Linked DNA regions of Oryzias latipes: region 2 is linked to region 1. A link is a contact called in public Hi-C data. All regions are on one chromosome and are shown on one strand. Each heading gives the region's core, a stretch centred on a gene start, on an enhancer-like site or on the middle of the called end of the contact. The rest is flanking DNA. Distances are from core to core; before and after follow the strand shown. Region 1 has its middle 25 kb from the start of btbd3. Region 2 overlaps slx4ip (protein SLX4IP).

What was found. Hi-C and Micro-C count contacts between places; a contact is called where the count stands out from the background.
Region 2: a contact with region 1 is called in a Hi-C map of embryo, with 4 times the contacts expected there. The contact joins two enhancer-like sites. A contact is called at or near these places in 5 of 5 Hi-C or Micro-C datasets (embryo, fibroblasts and gastrula embryo).

Annotation. Positions count from the first base shown.
Region 1 is chr15:27,704,999-27,707,698 of ASM223467v1, forward strand. No RefSeq gene overlaps it. Among protein-coding and RNA genes, the nearest start is that of btbd3, 25 kb to the left of the region's middle. Within about 2 kb of position 1,298, at least 1 of the 8 cell types and tissues checked has an H3K27ac peak or open chromatin away from gene starts, as enhancers often do. A contact at or near this core is called in embryo, where this site is marked.
Region 2 is chr15:27,882,190-27,884,935 of ASM223467v1, forward strand. It overlaps slx4ip (protein SLX4IP), which reads right to left. Exons shown (of 8, transcript XM_011484699.2): 3 at 4-93. The region is part of intron 3 of LOC110016548 (a long non-coding RNA gene); the gene reads left to right. Among protein-coding and RNA genes, the nearest start is that of LOC110016548, 5.8 kb to the left of the region's middle. Within about 2 kb of position 1,447, at least 1 of the 8 cell types and tissues checked has an H3K27ac peak or open chromatin away from gene starts, as enhancers often do. A contact at or near this core is called in embryo, where this site is marked.

The DNA.
Region 1 (2,700 bases), core at 48-2,547:
ATGATTATCTCGTTTTGACCTTATTGTCTTGTTTTTCTGCCCGTGCAGAATAGTAGAACGTCTGGTTCACATTTACATTAAGTCATGCCGGGGTCACTGGGAAAAAGGGAAAGCTGTGTAATTACCGGATTTCTCTAATCTCAATAATCTGGCTGCAAAATGCTGGCTGATTGGGCATGTGGCAACAAAAGCAGTGTGTTTAAATCAACACAAACTGCAGATTTTCTGTGAAAAACCTTTTACTTCTTTGCAGGGAAGTGTATTTCTACTGGAGTATACCTACGTGTTTAAACAGACAAAAGAATATGTAACGACACCGTCAGTGGACATTATTTTAACCGGCACAGTTATGCTGTTAAAATTTTGCAGTTAAAATGAGAAAAACACACAAAAGTGCATAAAAGTTAGCTTTTAGCATGTGTGTTTTTTCATTATTTTGTTGAAAAGTTTAGTTTGTATTTTTTGTATTATAACTCTTTCTGCTTTAAGCTTGATTCTTATTAATTACAGATTTAATATTTTAAATTGATCAGATCTGATCAACTTTTTATCTATAGAGAAATCTGAAGAAAAAAAAATCTTTTGGAGCTTTTCTCTTTGTTGATTTTTGTGCGCCTGCCAGCAGATGGCGGCACTCGCTCACGCTCTTCCAGCATCCACCAGGTGCAGAGGTCATGCAACAGTGCTGCGTCGACCAGGAGAAGGGTCACCTCATAAATTCTTCTGGGGATGCTCCCCTAAGTACCTGGTGCAGCTGCTTCGTGTGAGATTGGCCAGAGGAAAAGGCTGAAGTTCCATTTCCACCTCAGCAAAATGAAATCCAAAGCCCCAGAGATTTGAGCGTGACCTTTGCAGCCTTCACTCCTCTGGAGCGATTACTGAAATATAAGAAGCTGGAGGCTGCAGAAGCCTAATGCTGTGCAGAACTAGAAACATCTGATTCTGAGAAAATTCTATTATTATCATCTAAGTGATTGTAAGTTACCCAACAAGCTGAGGTCAAACAGAAAAGGGAAGCATTACACTGAGATGTGCCGTAGTTTTTGCATTCTTTTGCCACAAAGGGGCTGAACGCCCATCTTATTTGTTTGAACAGGAATTCCTTTAGTTCACTTCAGACCTGTGAGCATTTTATTGGCTTGTGTGGGATTAGGGCAGGAAACCAGAGCTAATGCCCCATCTCCCACTTCAAACGGATGCCAGGCACCCTTAAATGTCAGGAGGTGGTTAGAGAGTTGCAGAAGAGAGGTGGTGGTGGGGGGGGGGTTGAAGAGTGAAGAGCCGTGGCCGGCTGGCAGACTGACGGGGAGAAATCCAGCCACACCGGACTCTCCTCCCAGCTTATCGGTGTGTACTTGATGGAGCTGCAGCGAGGCTGCTAAGCCAAACCAGATGCAGTCTTAGCTGCTTTGTGCCACGGTGTGTCAGGTACAGCAACCTGAGGCGCCGTGGTCGTATGGGAGGATGTTGCCGTGCAGCTGAAACCTATTGCAGATGTTCTGTGCTTGGCTGGTCCTCGGAACAGCTTCTCTGAAGGACGGTTTTGCGGTGGCTCTCGTGCTTCTTGACGACAAGCACGGGTTTATGGCCGGACTATCAAAGCTTCAGAGTGTGTATTCTGGGTGTTTTGGTCACTGGGAATCCTGCTGCGTCTTTCTAGTCTTGCCAGCAGTGGCGTTTATAGGATTTTGTCTCATTTTCTCCAGTGTTAATTTATTTCCATGACACATTCTCTCCCTCTTTTCGGTGCGGCTTCGTTTTACTGAGCCGTGAGTTTCTCTACTCTACAGATCAGACTGGGCTCGCTTTCTTGCACAGTTGTTTTGACACTGAGCACGATCTTTATGCGCTAATTTTTCTTTCCCCCCTTTCCCATTTTGTGTCGCCTCTTCCTCTTTCCGAGTATGAGTCCACGCCCTGCTATTGCACCGCTCTGTGGTTTTGGATCACTTTTCGGACTATTGTTGCTCTCAGAGGTATGTCATTATGGTTCATCTGTGTCAGTGGATAGATGAACATGTTGTGACGTGGTTCACTTCCATTTCCCATGCCTGTGACTAAGTAGTTCAAATCTCCAGCTTGCCAGAATCAAACTCCTCCCTCCCGTGGCTTTGTTTGGTGAGCAGAAATGCCTTTTCTGTCATTAGCAGGATTTGGTCACAAATTAAGTCAAATATTTTGGTGACTGACCAGTGATTTATTCTGTTTTTTAGGGAAACCGGCCTCATCCTTCTTAGAGCTGCAGGGTCAGGATTTGATAGCTTCTGTATCATCTCTTTCACTCAAAATCATCGGCTGCTTCACGAAGGAGAATATTTTCCATTACTGAGGCGTTTCCAGATGTCAGATTTATTTTGATTTTCAGGTGGATTCCATAGCAAAACTCGTGCAGGCATGTTAATAAAAAGTGAGGGAAAAAAGGCAAACATCTCCCCTTGCTGCGGGTCTCATTTATTTGATCTCAAATCTAAGTAATGTCTTCATTCTTTTTCTATAAATTAAAATCAATTTTTTTATTTTTTATTTTTATTTCAGTCAAGTCTTTGGCCAATTCCGGTTGAGCTGGAGCTGCACTCTCTGTCCCCCCATGCCTCCCTGCTCTCTGGCTTTGGGGGGCCCCCGTGGCGGTCCTGCTGGCCCTGGCCTCGGTGGCAGATGTAATCACCCGGGGGGGCGGTTGTTCTCTACCTGCTGCTGTGC
Region 2 (2,746 bases), core at 197-2,696, 180 kb after region 1:
TACCTCAACATGGGCCACAGTGAACCAGCTGGCGTCTTTTTGGCTCCCCAAGGGCAAAACATGGAGATCCACCAGCACAGCAAAGTTCCCACACTGTAACACAAAGAGCACGCAAAGCCACAGGTTTGCTGAGGGGCGCTGAGTGCACATGCAACAAAGGAAACCTAAGTGTGGTTGATTGACAGCGAGACAAACCACACCGACCCCCTGTGTCCATACGTGTCACCCCCATCCCTCACACAGGAGTCCCCTCCCTGCCACCGTCCGTTAGGTCATCTCTGACCAAACTCTTTATGAAAAATAAGATCCTGAACGTCTTCTAGTCACTTAAAGCTAAGAAAAAAATGACTGAAGTTTTGCAAAATAAATTGCATGAGTATTGAAAAAAAGAAGATTGCATTCACGGATCAACACACAAGAAGTTCAGAGTAAGTTAAAAAAAAACTCTGATGGAAGAAGACGCCAGCGCTGTTTCTGTTGGTGAAGCTGCTGTTGAACGTTACATCAAGATGGTTTACAAACAGCAGCAAAGACTGACCAGTGCAGACAGCAGATGGATATGGGTCTCGTGTGAACTTTGTCTGCCTGTGTACAAGGAAGTAATGAATGGTCTGAGACCACACACGACCCAGGGCACGATACGCAAGAGCAACAGGCGCTGCTCAAAAAACCCAGAGTGATGAAGCAGCAGAGACACTGGGCTGCACGGGGGTGGAACAACAATAGCGTTCAAATGTCAGAAACAGACTTTCAAGTTGGAAAAGAGCAGAAGGTATTTATTTAGGAACAGGGGGAAAAATCCACAGCAAATGCTTTGTTCTGATCCGGGCCGGTCCCTCGGTATCACAGACAGGATGGATAAACTTTGGAGCCCAGACCTGAGGGATGTTCTCTGATCTTCCTTGCAGGATGACACGAGGGAATGAATTAAGAGGAGCGGCAGAGGAAGCTCTTAATTCTGGTCACGACATCGCAAAAAAAACATCTTTTCTACAAAAGTTGTGTCCTTGGTTCAGAAACAAATGGAGATGGCTAAACTATTACTGATTTTTTTTTTAAAAAAAAGCAGTTTAGCCATGAAATTTAACACAGAATGCTACAAAAAAGCATTGTAGCTCAGAGGAAAACAAGCTGCCAAATGTTTAGAAGCCCTTTTTCTCTTTGCTCCTCGTCTCACTGTCAAACATTAATACATTGAAATTCTTCATTTGGAGCTCAAATAGAGGAAAAGGCCCCCCTAAAAGACTGACAAAACAATCTGATTACATTTCCAAGGATAGATTTACTCCCAAAGCTCCAATGCAAATGCATGTAAGAATACAAATGCTGCATAATCGAAGCAGGTTTCAGATGAAAAGAATGCCACGGAGCCGAGCAGAGGCTCGTCCCGACACATCAGCATTCTCCTCACTGTGTGACCTTTGTCTCAAAAGGGTTCACAGATCACTGCCGGCCTCTTACCAGTGCATGAAAAAGCCTAGCAACACAGGGTCAGACCTTGTCAATCAAAACACAGAGCCTCCGGAGTTGACATGACACATGCAGAAAGAGTTTTTGATAGACTGGCTTTGGACCCCTAAATCCTGATTTGCAGAATACTCTGCTGACGTCCACACATGACTAGATGTTAGAACCATCATCTGCCTTTGCCGTCATGGATGTTAAATTAGCATCAAAAGAAGGCACGGGTGTCAAAAAAGGTCCCAAGCTTTTTGGAGTGTCAATCAGATAAATGTCGTTACATGAAAAAGGTGGAGTTTAACACAGACTTATCGTGAATTTGGTTTCTGGTCGAGTGTTTGGGGCCTGTAATCCAAACACCTAACGCCTTTTTATCACATTAGAATGGCAGACGAGGCCAAACTTAAGCTGCATTCAGATAACAAAACAGCTTGTGATTCCATAGACCTCTTAGAAGAGAAAAAGACCATGAGGAATGCAAACTAATGCAATCATCCCAACCAGAGCCTAATTAATTTGCCAGGCAAAAAACAGTGCCAGTTTGGTGAAAGGGGGGTGAGTAGGCTGGTCTTGGTTGTGCTGACATTTGTGTTAGATAAAACAAAATCCAATTGAGGACGGAGAATCTCCGAACAATTGGGTCATGTGGTCTAAATTTGTCAGTTTTATGTAGGAGTGAGCAGTGATCTTGCTTCTGACCTATGACCTCTCTGTATCCATGCTAATAACCAGTATCGGCCCTTTGGCGGGTTAGATTCTTCACAAACAGCCTAGTGGGACAGTGTTACGGCCTGAACGTGCCTCACATGCATTCAGAAACATGATCTGAAAGTCATAAAACAGAAAATCTGTCCAACGTGTTGAAACAAACTTTTAAATACATATAAAAACGAGTTTTGTTGTGTTGAATTTCACAAAAATTGTTCAACTTTTAAAATTTGTTTTGCAGATTTTAAGGATTACTCTAAGACCCACTCTGAAGAAAATTGTATTTTTGAAGCTTTTTCTGATGATGGAAGACAAACGCGTAGAAACTTAAGCTCAAAATAAAAAATTTCTAAGTATTTCTTTATTCAAATCATTGGCTGTGTCTGAATTCACACCCTAACCCTTAATTACTTAAAATCATTATAGTGCAGCACTATGTAGTGCCCTGAATTTTGAAACCAATTCGGGCACCAAGCTCATCACTTTTTCTTTTTTTTTTACGGTGTATAGAAAGTAATCGAAATCAGGATGTTAAAATCTAATTCATATGAGCATTTTGCGATGATTATTTATGTGC